Regions from separate parts of the Mus musculus genome. Here region 2 is linked to region 1. Evidence: chromatin contacts called from public Hi-C data. All regions are on one chromosome and are shown on one strand. The core of a region is the stretch at or near the end of the contact, and the rest is flanking DNA. Distances in the headings are between cores, read along the strand shown.

What was found. Hi-C and Micro-C count contacts between places; a contact is called where the count stands out from the background.
Region 2: a Hi-C map of the HPC-7 cell line shows a contact between it and region 1, with 2.2 times the contacts expected there. The contact joins two enhancer-like sites. A contact is called at or near these places in 1 of 15 datasets of contacts at CTCF or cohesin (large pre-B cells), 2 of 484 Hi-C or Micro-C datasets (the Ba/F3 cell line and the HPC-7 cell line), 2 of 115 datasets of contacts at active chromatin or transcription factors (bone marrow-derived dendritic cells and embryonic stem cells) and 1 of 9 other capture datasets (pancreatic islet).

Annotation. Positions count from the first base shown.
Region 1 is chr16:19,845,770-19,852,442 of GRCm38.p6, reverse strand. No RefSeq gene overlaps it. Among named protein-coding and RNA genes, the nearest start is that of A930003A15Rik, 35 kb to the left of the region's middle. Within about 2 kb of position 3,937, at least 5 of the 459 cell types and tissues checked have an H3K27ac peak or open chromatin away from gene starts, as enhancers often do. A contact at or near this core is called in the Ba/F3 cell line and the HPC-7 cell line, where this site is marked.
Region 2 is chr16:20,188,771-20,195,443 of GRCm38.p6, reverse strand. It overlaps Yeats2 (YEATS domain containing 2), which reads right to left. Exons shown (of 31, transcript NM_001145930.1): 12 at 5,947-6,105; 13 at 4,955-5,058; 14 at 2,178-2,285; 15 at 1,618-1,800. Among named protein-coding and RNA genes, the nearest start is that of Gm41431, 45 kb to the left of the region's middle. Within about 2 kb of position 3,148, at least 52 of the 459 cell types and tissues checked have an H3K27ac peak or open chromatin away from gene starts, as enhancers often do. A contact at or near this core is called in the Ba/F3 cell line and the HPC-7 cell line, where this site is marked.

The sequences.
Region 1 (6,673 bases), core at 2,688-5,187:
GCTCATGCTTGGGGAAGACTAAATTATTACCTATATTAGCAGTTGTTTGGAGGTGTCTCTTAGACTTCCCTGACCAATGACTCAAAGGAAGTGTTCTCATGCCTGTTATTGACCTCTTATGAGGAGTATTATCATCCCAAGTGGTATGAGTCATCATCATCACACACAAACACAGACACACAGACACAAACACACACACAAACATACAAACAGAGACACACACACACACACACAAATACACACATACATGCACAGAAAGACAGAGGGATGGGGAGAGGGAGGGGAGGGGAAGAGGGAGAGAAATGTATTGTGTTATTTTAGGTAAATATAACATTATGATTCCTTATGTTTTCAAACATCCTTACTGTTTCTCATTTCTCTTTCCTCTGTATTCTTCTCCAGCTCCCCCCCCCCATGAAAAAAATGTGTTCCCAAATTCCCCCTTCATATCACCCATATCCTACTATCCCCCCTCTAGAGCTTCCCCTCTCCTCCATGGTCCTTGTTATTTTCCTGGTTTCTGTGGTTACTGCAGGTTATATGCACACATCTGAAGATTTGGAGCTGTGAACTGCGTCTGAGAGAGTACATGTGCTGTTTGTCTTTCTGTGTGTATGTTATCTCAGTATAATATGTCCTGGTTTCATCTATTTACTTGCAAATTTTATTTTTCTTTATGGTGATGAGTATTCTGTGGTGTATATGGATCGCATTTTCACTATCCTTTCATCAGCTGAAAGACATTTATGTTACTTCCAGTCCCTAGCTATTGTTAATATACTAGCGATGCTCACTGCCATTCAAGTATCTGTGGAGCAGGCCTTTGAGTCCTTTAGGCATATGCCAAGGGGAAGTATATATGGGTCATATGGTAGATCTATTTTCACCTTTTTGAGAATTCTCCACACCGATTTTCAGTGGCGTTGTATAAGGGTCTCCCTTTCTCTATATCCCAACTAGCTTTTTTGTCAATTGTTTTCTTGATTTTGACTATCCTGACTGGCATCAGACAAAATTCCAAAGTTATTTTAATTTTAATTTTCCTAAAATCTAAGGGATGATATATTCTGAATATCAATTCTTAGATGGCAAAGATTCCTACTTCCTTGTAACACAGCTGATGAATTCCTTTGGTCTACAGAAGCTTCAAAGTCATCTTATTAATAGTTACACCACAAGCAGAATATAGTTAGTATTAATTTTACTCTATAACAGAAAGTGCAGTCAAAGTCGCATTTCTTTCCTTTTTCTAAACAATATTTCTAACTCTCATTGTTTTTCATTTCTCTTTCCTTCTGAATTGTTCTCCAGCTCCCGCTCTCTCATGGAAAAATGTTTTCCCGAATTCCCCCTTAACATTACCTCTCATCAAACTTCTCATCCTACTGAGATGAAATTGAGTGAAATTTCCTTGACAGGCAAACTGTGTGTTTTCCAAAATCAAAAGGAGGAGATACTTCATATCTAAACTAGTCTAATCCCTGCTTAGCGTTGAATCTGCATGCTGTTAGTGAGCTAGGGCTATGTGGTTGTTTAAATGAGATGTGTTCCCCAAAGGCTAGGGTATTTGAATGCTTGATTCCCATTGGTGTAGCTGTTTGGGGGTGATTCAGCCTTGATGAAGGGTGTGAGCTACTTGGGGTAAGCTTTGAGAGTCCCCACTCTTATTTTATTTCATTTGCTCTCTTTGCTTTGTTACTTGTGGCGGCAGATGTGTTCTATCAGCCTCCAGCTCCTCCCACTACCTGCTAGTATAGATTCTGATCTTACTGGATCTCGGAGGCAATTCTTTCTTCCTTAAGCTGCCTTAGGCATGGCATATTTTATTATATCAAGAGAAAAGTAACTGGTAAAGATTTTCATAAGTTCAAGGTTTGCCTGGGAAAGATGAGCACACGGTGCATGAAACTGTTCTAGACTTTAGACTCAGAGATATTCCTCTAATAGGTTGCTATGAAATCCAGTTTGTCATTGTATTGTGGATAATATTGAACATGGCATCAGAATATGAGAGAATGTACTCAATACAACTTGTTTTTTAAAACCTCATAATAAGACATTCTTAGTACTGGACCAGGGCTCAATAATGTTAGCATGACTTTTGAATATCTTGTTTCTTTACTTGTTAAGTTTTGATCTATGATCTAAAGCAGGTAGAAGGAAAAGATGCATATTGGTTTAACTTTTTTCCCTAAAAGCAGAAATATTTCTAAAAACATCTTATTAGCTCTGCTTATGTCCTACTTATAAGTCTTACAACATTTGCTAGGAGCAACCATCAAGAGAATCTATGGAGACAAGCATTTAGGTTCCCGACTGCTACATGGAAAGTGGTTAAGGAAAGAGGGCAGGGAATAAATTTGTCATTTATCAACAGTTCCCGTAAAAATCTTTTGCTTAATTATGATGAATAATCTTTTTCTACTTTGCATGTTTATGGCTGTCTGTAGGTGAGTGCACATCAATGCAGGTGCCTGCGAGGGCCGGAGGTGCTTGCTCCTTATAGAGCTGGAGTTACAGGTGGTTGTGAGCCACCTGATTTAGGTGCTAGGAATTGAACTCAAGTCCTCTGTAAGACAGCAATGCTCTTAACCACTGGGCCGTCTTTCCACCCTTCCTTCCTTCCTTTCTATTTCTTTTTATGGATATTTCTTTTCTGAAACATTTCTTTCTATCTTTCTTTCTTTCTTTCTTTCTTTCTTTCTTTCTTTCTTTCTTTCTTTCTTTCTTTCTTTCTTCTTCTTCTTCTTCTTCTTCTTCTTCTTCTTCTTCTTCTTCTTCTTCTTCTTCTTCTTCTTCTTCTTCTTCTTCTTCTTCTTCTTTTTTGAATCTCCGTCACCCATAATAGCTCTAATCCTTTGGAAAACAATTAAAATAGAGACAACATACTTTTAGGTTTATGGATTTCCCAGAATAACGCAAAAAGAGAGAAACAAAGAAACATAATTATAGTAAAATAATAAAGACCATATACTCTCATAACATGTACTTAAATAGAATCAATGAAGTAATAGTAGTCCTAGAAAACTTCCTTTTGTTTATTAGTAAAACTGAGTTTATCAGCTAGAGCTGGATTATTTTTGTTCGTATCAATTTGTTTTTAGACTTTAATATATCAAAAAGTGTGAAAAGATGTAGTATGTGTTATTTAGTATCTTGGGTCCTGGGATCCCAGAGGGAGAAATGGAACGAGTTTTACCATTTCCCAGCTAAAAGCAGTTATTTGGGAAGGAGAGAGGAAACATAGACATTAGGAGGCAAGTAGTGGTAGCTGTTCCTCACATTTTCCTGTGGATGTCCCAGAATTCCAAGTCCTCCTCCCTGAGACCAGTTCTTTCATGCCAGCTGGTGCCCACACTCTTTCAGGGTTCATTTATGGCACACATCAGAGTCTACCCACCAGGATTACGAGGTACTTGTGTCCTGGGAACAGAAATTGGACAGGAAATGAGGACCGCGATAGAAGCAGAGAAGAAAACAGAGGAAGGAAGTGGGCTAGAGCTGGGCAAAGGTTAGAGCTTAATGACTTGTGTCCTGGAGACTGGGCCTGTATTTGTTTTGTGTTCAGGCTGTTGTTGTGATTCCAAGGGTGGTCTTCCTCTTTGCCATCAGTTCTCTCTCATTTGCTAATTTTGACTTCACTTGTTCCTGTTTTTTTGTAGTAAGCTGGATCTCTTTCATTTAGTGCAAGGGGAAGGGCCACAAAAGGGGGAGCAGTTTTATTTTTATTATGATGCTATTTTACTTAGTGCTAAAGAGATTCAATATTTTCTTTGAATGGAACTTAGGGACAATCTCTTTTCCTCTCTTGTATTACTACAGTTTTATCACAAGGTGGCACTAAGTGTCTTGTGTAATGGTCCATAAACAGTAAATTCACCTACCTTGCTCTGTTTAGGTTTACTTCAGTTGACTGCAAAAAGGAAAGACTAAAGTGAGTTCGGTGTGGGGGAAACCAAGACAAAGAAAGAGGGAGGGATAAATCACACTCAGGAAGTGGGAAAAACTCATAAGGGATCCATATGTTTTCTATTTATCTAGAATTATATAGAGTGTGTATGTAAACATACATATATAATGTATGTATAGGATTTTTTGAAAATGAAGTTATATTACTTGTGGCTATAATCCTCTCTCCAGGAGGTATAGATTATTTAACAAAAATACTAGGTCTGAGAATTGTTACTGATAAGAATCCAGGAAATCCCCCAAACAGTACAGGTTATTGCTGTCGTCCTTGGTTGCTTCCTAGAATTTGAAGGAAGTACCTCTTAATGAAGACACTACTCAGTTCTGACCCGGGATTTGGAAGAATTAAACTGGATCTGACCTGGAAGCTTTCTGTCTCAAGATTAGCTCATATAGTATTGGAAGATGCTATGCAAAACTACCAAGGGAGAAAACCTGTCAATAGTCCTACCCAGACTGTGGCACCTGTGAGCTGAAATAATGACGTGCATGGCAAAATATCTTCAAAGGTTCAACAGTGCCACTTATATCTTGGGGGTAACCAACAGCTATATAATTGGATGTAAGGCCTGCTCAATATGAGGGACTTCATGCCTGGTTGGTACTATAAACCTAACCCACTCCCCATGGCTAACCAGGCCATGAAGCTTAGGGGAAAACTTACAACTTCCACTTTCACCAACATTATAATTTTTTAGTACAGTCTAAATCCTTATACCCATAGATAGGTGTAGGTGTGAGAGCATTCCTTATCTGAGAAGTTTTTTTTTTTCCTCAGCAGATAAAGACGATTATACAATTCCACAACTGATCAAAGTGCAGAGAACAACTGTCATGATACTCTACTCTTTACACCTAATGTTAAAGGGACATTGTGGAAGAGGGAGGTGGAGGATCGTAAGAGACAGAGGACTAGAAGACATGCTGCAAGATTTTGTTCTCTATATATGACAAAGAATCTGTACCATGAAATAGCAACAATATGGTTCCCTAAATAAGACCTGAACAATGTAGCCTCACAAGTCCCTCCTCTAGATGAATACCTGCAGGCAATTAATGATTGCTGAGAAGGGAGAAACAGTCTAATTAGCATTATGTATGGCATACTTAAATTTAGCCTTTCTTTAGATATAAATTCTCTTAATTTATATTTCTCTGAAACTTACTATAGGTATAAAACTGTCAAGAAGAATATGGAGTACTAAGATCTAGTCAGAAATAACGAAAAGAAATTAAAGATTTTCTAGAATTCAATGAAATTTATTACACAGCATATACAAACTTATGGGACACAATGAAAGTGGTGCTAAGAGGGAAGTTTAGGCACCACAGTGAGACAATTTAACCTCTTTGTCATAATGACAACTAGGATCACAGTTGCTGTTCAACTGAGCAGTGAACATTCTGTTTAAATGCTTCCCATGTATTTATACTTAATACCTTTTGACAAGTACAATTATTATTGTCATACATTACGTTTGTGTGTGTGTTTGTATTAGCAGGCAAGTAGACAGATGGGGCTAAGGTAAGATACCTTAACCTACTGAGGTTAAGGTATCTTACCCCAGTTACATAGCAACTAAGTGGCAAAGTAAGATGTGGGGCCAGTCTGATTTTAGGGTTTTCTTATATGGTTGCATTAACAAAAAATGGCCCCCATAGTCTCAGGCATTTGAGCACTTGGTCCCCAGTTGGCGGAACTGTTCGGAGGAGGGGGGTTAGGTTCAGCGTTGCTGGAGAGAGTACACCATTAGGGTAGGCTTTGAGAGGCCTTGTATCACTTTCAGTTCACTCTTTTCTGATGTTTGAGGTGTAAATTCCTGTATACAGGAGGTGGAGGCAGCCTAAGAGAGAGATGTATTCTTCAGGCAGCAAAGCTGCAGGAGAACCATTCAAATTCCATGAAATTTAAGTCACAAACATTGAATTTGGAGTTACAGGATTTGGTATTTGCCCTGCTGGGTTCTGTCTTGCTTTGGTCAAGTATTTTGTCATTATGTCCCCAAATTCCTCGCTACGTCCATTTGGAATGGTAATGTATAATGTCTACCATTTTATCTTGGGGGTGCATAATATGCTTTTTGATTTTACAGGAAGTTACAGTTAAGGGATTACCTTGAGTCTCACAAGACATTGAGTTTTAAACAGCGTTGAAACTGTGAAAGAGTATGGAGACTTTTGAAGTTGGGATAAATACATTTTCATTATGATGTAGCTATGGCCCATTGGGGTCAGGAAATGCAATGTGGTAGTTTGAAGGAGAAAAGCCCCTCATTGCACATTTAAACACCTGGTACCGAGTTGGTGGAACTGTTTGGAGAGGTCACGGGGAGTGGGCTTTTGGATTACAATCCTCTTGCCACTTCTGTTTGCTCTCTGTTATGTGCTTGTGGTTGAGATGTGATATCTCATCTGACTACAAAAATGAACAATAAAATTGTGTATACATTTGTGTTGACATAGGTATTATCCTAGCTAATAAATATTTCTGTTTATGTATAGTGACACTCTTCAAAAGGCTCTAAATAGAATTCTTACAATACTGTTGAGCAGGAGGTAGGAGGCAAGAGATTTATTCGATACTAGCTTATCCTAAATTCTAGTTTATAAGAGCTATATGACCTCTTCTAACTTGATGTTGTAAGGTGAGATGAGAACTATGACATTAGCACATTTGCTATCACAGTCCTTTACTTTGTTCCAG
Region 2 (6,673 bases), core at 1,899-4,398, 340 kb before region 1:
TTAAAAAAGAGAGACTGTAAGAAAGGCGGAACAGGAAGTTTAAGCACACGATGTGGCTGACGACGCAGGACCACCATCATAGCAGCTCTAACTCTGCTGGGGCAGAAGACTGCTAGCCAGTCTAGGTTACAAGGAAAGGTAAAAGAAAGCTCAGCTGAGCTGCAGAATACTCAGACTCTACTCTTACACGTGAAGCCTTGGGTTCACTCTGCTGTGGACAATGGCAGAGCAGTGTCTTCAAACAGCAACAGACTCACCTGGAGGCCAGAGCAAGGCCGCGGGAGAGTCTGACTGACTCGGAGCAGGGCTGTGGGAGAGTGACTGACTCGGAGCAGGGCTGTGGGAGAGTCTGACTGGACAGGGCATCTGAATCAGTGGGGAGCTTAGGAAAAAGCAGATTCCCAGGCCCTTGAGAAAATACTGGCACAGAAAGTGTGCGACAGATTAGGAATTGCTATGTTAAATTCAGAAGATAAATTGTCTGATTAGTTCAGTTTGGAAACCTTACAGACTTAAAAGCAATATGTAACCCTGAATTTTAACCTCTATCCCCAAAGAAATCTATTTGTCTAAACTAACATAAACTATGTAATACTGCCTTCCATTTTAAAATATTCTTCTCAAAACAATTCACTTCTAGACAGGCCGGGCTTTGAAGCTGAAATATAAACACCCATAAAACATTCTCAATAGCTTTAGAATATACCTACTAAAACACTGAGATAATGTAACTGCATGTTCCAAAGCATGCTTAGATTAGAGACAACAGCAAATAAATCTCACCAGCTCTGGAACGGTTCATCTGGAGCTGAAAGACATAAATTTCAAGCCTTCTGCCATTTACTACCTATACGCTATATGCTAGTATGCTATATGCTCATGTATTCTCCAGCAAGGTCCCTAGCCCCTCAAACCCAGTGTTGCCACATTTATAAGGGGTGGAGGGAGATACTTGCCTTTTAGGTATAGTTCAAGAATAATATATATATCTCACACACACATATGAAGAACAAAGAGCGTGGTATATGAGCACCTGATAGATTCTATATGTAACTGATGTAGAAAATAAATTATACGCTGCTTCACCGTACTCTCTATATTTATTCTCTACTATTTCTAATTTATAAAGAGAATAAATGAAAGAATCAAATGGCACACACTGGAACCGCAGCACTTGGGATAGTGAGGTAGGAGGTTGTTTTGAATCTGAGGTCTTCCTCTCTCAAAACAAACAAATCACAGAGCCTGGACATTGGAGGTGTTCAGAGCAGCACTCTCTTACAGGTCAAAACAGTGCTCCCACTTAGATGTGAATCATTAGAAAGCCCATGAAGCCTGTTACTTTTACTGCTAGAGAGAGGATACTTTGTCCCTATGCTCCTGAGACTGTTCCTGGGTCTTCTATTTAAACGCCCCTTACTCTTGTCAGGGATAGACAGTAAGGAGCACATGTGTGTAATATCAACTGACTAGGTCTTCTCCAATCTGGTTAACATACATAGGTTAATATGGGATCAACAACTTAAGCAACCTAAGTCATTTTGGCACCTGCCAACTATGTAGACAAATAACCTTTATCTCTTGAACATGACTCTCCCACCCCAAACCCATACAAACCTTGGAGGGTGCAATCTTTGGTGACTGAGTGGTCCCTTCTCCAGCACTTATGACCTGCTTTTGAGGGGACACAGCTATCATGTGACCCCCTTTCACGGTCACATACTGAGGGAATGCTGACTGGCTCGCAGCTCCTGTTGTGGACACATGAGGAGCTTCTCCAGGTTCCTGTTTGATGATCACCTTGCAACACACAATGACACTGAATAAGTATCCCATGGGGAGGAGGAGGAAGGACCTACTATGAAACTGTGAATCTAGTCTCTGCAGTGTTAATCAAGTTTGGATACACAGAACGGCTCCATGAAAAAGGTAAAATAATGCTTTAAGAGATACGAGTCCTTAGGCAAATTGTATCTCACTTGATCCCTGCTCTGTCACTTGTCATAGAGACGGGGTAGGAAGGCAGCAAAGAGAGACAAAATAGGCCGTGACCTCTGAACTCCCGTGTCCCTGGAGTCCTAGGACATGGACAGCATTAAATAAGTGGGAGCACATCTCAGAGCTAAGGCCTATTAAAGAGTGGGAAGGCCACAGGTAAGGCTATGACACACACTCACCTTTGTGAAAGCCCCAAGTCCTCCAGTCACAGCTTTGGGGCTCTGCACTTTAGGGTGACTACCAATTGGGCAAAGAGGTGGCATAGATGCGAATAAAGACTCCTCCTGCTGTATGTAAAAACATTACTATATATTATATAACAGGCCCAAACGGATGCTTTCAGATACTCTAGCCACTTAGTACACTTAATACAGTAATATTATCTACTTAATACAAACCTACCACAGCCAGCAACACACACACACACACGACAAAACAAAAACCCACAATGCTAGAGATCTTCTAAGCTTCTATACATTTACTGTAATTTCCTTTTTAAAAGCAAATAAAAAATGAGGTATGCAATTCCATCTGAGCACCAGTAGTAACTCACTGCACAGGAGGCTGACAAAGGAGGACTGTTAGTTCAAGTCTAGCCTGGACTAAACACTGAAACCCTGCCTGAAAAATCAGGAAATCAGCTCAGCAAAAGGCTACTCACCTGTGTCCTGATGGATGTTACAGTCCTATAAGACAGGGTGTCAGGTAGACCAGGTTGGTTTCACTATCTAGCTAAAGAAAACCTTGAACTTCTGATGCTCCTGCCTCTACTTCTCGAGTGCTGGGATTACATGCTTACAACCTCACACTTGTTTTTATGTGGCATTGGGGACGGAACCCAAAGCTCTGTGCATGTAGGAGAAGCACTCTACCAGTGTTGTGTAGCAGTTTCTTGGAGACTGACATGCTCTATCTCCCAGGGAAGTTCCTTAAGGCAAAGGTAAACGTCTCAAAATAGCTGAGCAGATTCACGAGGGCCCCCCTCTCAGAGTAAGCAAGAAAGACAAGGCAAGCTGCAGGAAAGGCCCTGAGATCAGACCAGCAAGGAGGAGAAAAACCAGCAAGGCTGCCTGACTAACATAGTCACTAGGAAAGGATACTCTAACCTACTCCAGGTTTCCTTGCTTCTGTGAGTCAGCACCCTTCCTGGGCTGGGCCTTGGTGAAGCAGCTGTTTTTGAGTCATTTCTGCCCCTGTAAGTAACCCCTCACCCATACTCATGTAAGTAACCTCAATAAAAAACTCATTGGTTTACCACAGTGGACTTTGATCTGTTGTTGGTTCCCTATCTGGAGTGAATAGATATGAGCACTGCATCTCCCTAGGAAGTCTTTTCACACAACACCAACTGATCTTTATGTCCATTCCTAATATTTGATTCTTTATGTATGTCTGATCTTTTGCCAGATGGTAGAGGACAGGGGTTGTATTTGGCTTTATATTCCTAAAGCACAGGCACTAAGTAAGTTATTCTAACAAATAATGGTGATGTTTTAGAGTGTGTGTTTTTTTTCTTTTATACTCTCAACTTGTCTTGAAAAATTCACTCAGTATCTGGAATACAGATAAATGTAAAATGAGTTTCACATTTGGAAAATAAATTTTCCAAAGGAATAAAAAGGATAAGAAAACAATGCTCTAGGCCAAGGTAACCCTGTATCTCAGGAGGGGGAGACAGGACGGTCCCAAGCTCCAGCCTAGACTACAGTGAAAGCTTACCACAAAACAAGCAAACCATCAAAGGAAGGAAGTGGGAATAGAAAATGGAAAGCAACAGCAGAGTGAGATAAAAACCACTGACCTTTGTCTCCACCTCAAAAGACAAAAGCAGATCTCAGAGATAATGTGCCAAAATTGAACTTTAAGGAAAATAATTAAAGTTAAGACTACTACTTGCCTACGAAATGAAATGTCATCAACAAATACTAAAAAATAAATGGTAGAGGTAAGACTTTCAAGGGAGTTACTCCAAGAAAACCTCATTCTGATCAGAAAACCATCTGTGATCCCTGTCAACTAAGTTAGAGGAATGTTAACTGCTGGGGTGGGTACTCACTAAAGCAGATTTGCATCTCAGGGCCACTCAGACAGCAGTCTGCATCTGAAAGGCTTTCAAGTAAGATAACCATCTTGAGAAAACAGGAGCCAAACAGGGAAGTGCTTTGGCCAAATACTGAGCAGACTGTCTTGAGTATGTGAAGAAGTCGGATGCTGTATGGATAGGTGATATTCTGAACTACTCTCTATTTGAAGAGGTTAAGAATTACTTTTTTTTTTTTTTTTTTTTTTAAAGATTTATTTATTTATTATATGTAAGTACATTGTAGCTGTCTTCAGACACTCCAGAAGAGGGAGTCAGATCTCCTTACGGATGGTTGTGAGCCACCATGTGGTTGCTGGGATTTGAACTCTGGACCTTCGAAAGAGCAGTCAGGTGCTCTTACCCACTGAGCCATCTCACCAGCCCAAGAATTACTTTTAAATTAATTAACTAAGGCTGATGTGTGCAAAGGGGACAAGGTTTGCTCCTTGTACCATCAGAAACCATGCTGCCAGGCAAACATTTTTATAGAGAATGTATATGTGTCTGTGTGAGTCTGCACATGTGTGTGCAGTGCCTAAAAAGGCTAGAAGTGGCATTAGATCCTTTGAAGCTGGAGTTACAGGTAGCCGTGAGCTGCTATGTAGCTTCCGGGACCTTTAAGAGCAGCAGGCACTCTGAACAGCTGAGCCATTTCTCCAGCCTCTCAAGGAGTATTTTTAATGAAGTAAGTAAGGCTGCCTCTTCCCGTACTGAGCTTTCAACTAGTACTGGGTAAGCACTTGAGAGATGTGCTGAGCACTGTCTCCTATATCAGGAAGAAAGTGAAGAAGAAATAATCTTCAGGATCAAATGCTGTCTTTGGGTAGCACCCCCGCTGAGCTTGCGCAATATAGTAAAGCAGGGACAGTTTACCTTCACAGTAGATGTCAAAAAACTACTTCCATGAATCTTAGGAATAGGGGACCCTGTTCCTTGGGAAGCCTGAGAGGCCACTGGGAGCTTGCTTGTAGGACTTCCTGATAAGCAAGACAGATATAAAAATTATGTATCAACAAAATAAAGTTTACAAGATATAATTTAAAAATCATTTCCCCCATTCTTTGTTTCCAATTATTTACTGTTCATTTTTAAAGGTTGAAGATTCAAAACCATAAAAGTCTAAACACACACACACACACACACACACACACACACACACACTCTGCTGAATGCCAACTTTTACTGCACCTGTTTCCAAATGCTGCCTGTGTTATCCCACAGCCACACAAAGTCTGATTAAAAAAATTCACTTAATCATCAATAGTAAATAAGTTTAGATCTAAAGAGAGATTCCATAACTTATTTTACCTACCAAACTTGCCTCTTCAGAGTTGTGGGCTGATTCCTAAAACTAATATGTAGCCACAAGACAGCTCAGCATACCTAAATATGCTGGAAGCAGAACTTTTCAAATGATCTCTACATGTAAACCACTCTAAAACCTAAGCTTAAAAACAAAACAGAACACCTATGTGGAAGTCCACTATATATAGCAATGTGTGGGGTGGGAAACAGCCTCATTTCTTTAAAATCATTCATTTTATTTCTCTGTTCCTATTTCCCTTAACAAGGGAAGATTACACCTTAGGAGCATGTGCAAAAACATGGGTTAAATGAAGAAATGGATACAAGGTTTTAAAAGAATACTAAAAACCAAGACCAAACCCAGAAACCTGATAGGGACCATGGAGCTGTGGGATTCTAATTCCTAAACACTGCACTTTCACCCACAGTGACTCTTCCTCAGAGAAACAGTATGGGCTTCCATTTATATACACTTACTACAGATGGAGGGTTCATGCCGGGATTTTATCATTAATAAAAGATCAAACTCTTCAGGTGATACTAGTAGTGCTTATCCATACCTGTACTTGGAGTGGAGGCTCCAATGACCTGCCCAGGCTTATCCACAATAACATGAGGGTTGCTGACACCAGAACTGGCAGTGCCTTGCTTCAAATGAACTGGAGTGGAAGTTGGTGTGCGAGGTAATGGTGATGGGCTTGGAGTTGATATTGGAGAACCTTTGTTAATTAAAGAAAGGAGAGAAACAAAATAAACAGAAATTAGGTAGGAAGATGCCAAAGACATAATCAGAAGAGAGAACAGGCCCAGCATCTCAAATACTGAGCAGGGCCTGCACCAGTGTGGCTGAGGCCAGGTAGTCCAGTTTTACACCGTGCACTTGGATAACCCGGATCATTTCAAGACCAGGGTCAGCAAACTGAGCGACTAACTAGAAACAGATTCTGACGCTAGAGAGATGGCTCCGCTGTTAAGAGTACGTGACTTGTTGCTCATCCTGCGGGCTTGAGTGTTCAATTTCCAGCACCCACATGGCAGCTCACGTTCCAGGGAATCTAAAGCCTTCTTCTAATCTCCATGCGCACTGCTTATCTGTGGTTCCTAGACAGACACACAGGCAAAACACTCCTACACATAACAATTTTAAAGGAAAAAGTTAAAAAAAGAAATAATTCTGAAAAGCTTTAAGTTTTGTAAGGGATGAAGTCACCAACTCCAACCGACTCCAACTGACTGGGATAACAAGCAAACACTAACAAGCAAGATTCAGATCTTTTGTTCAGCACT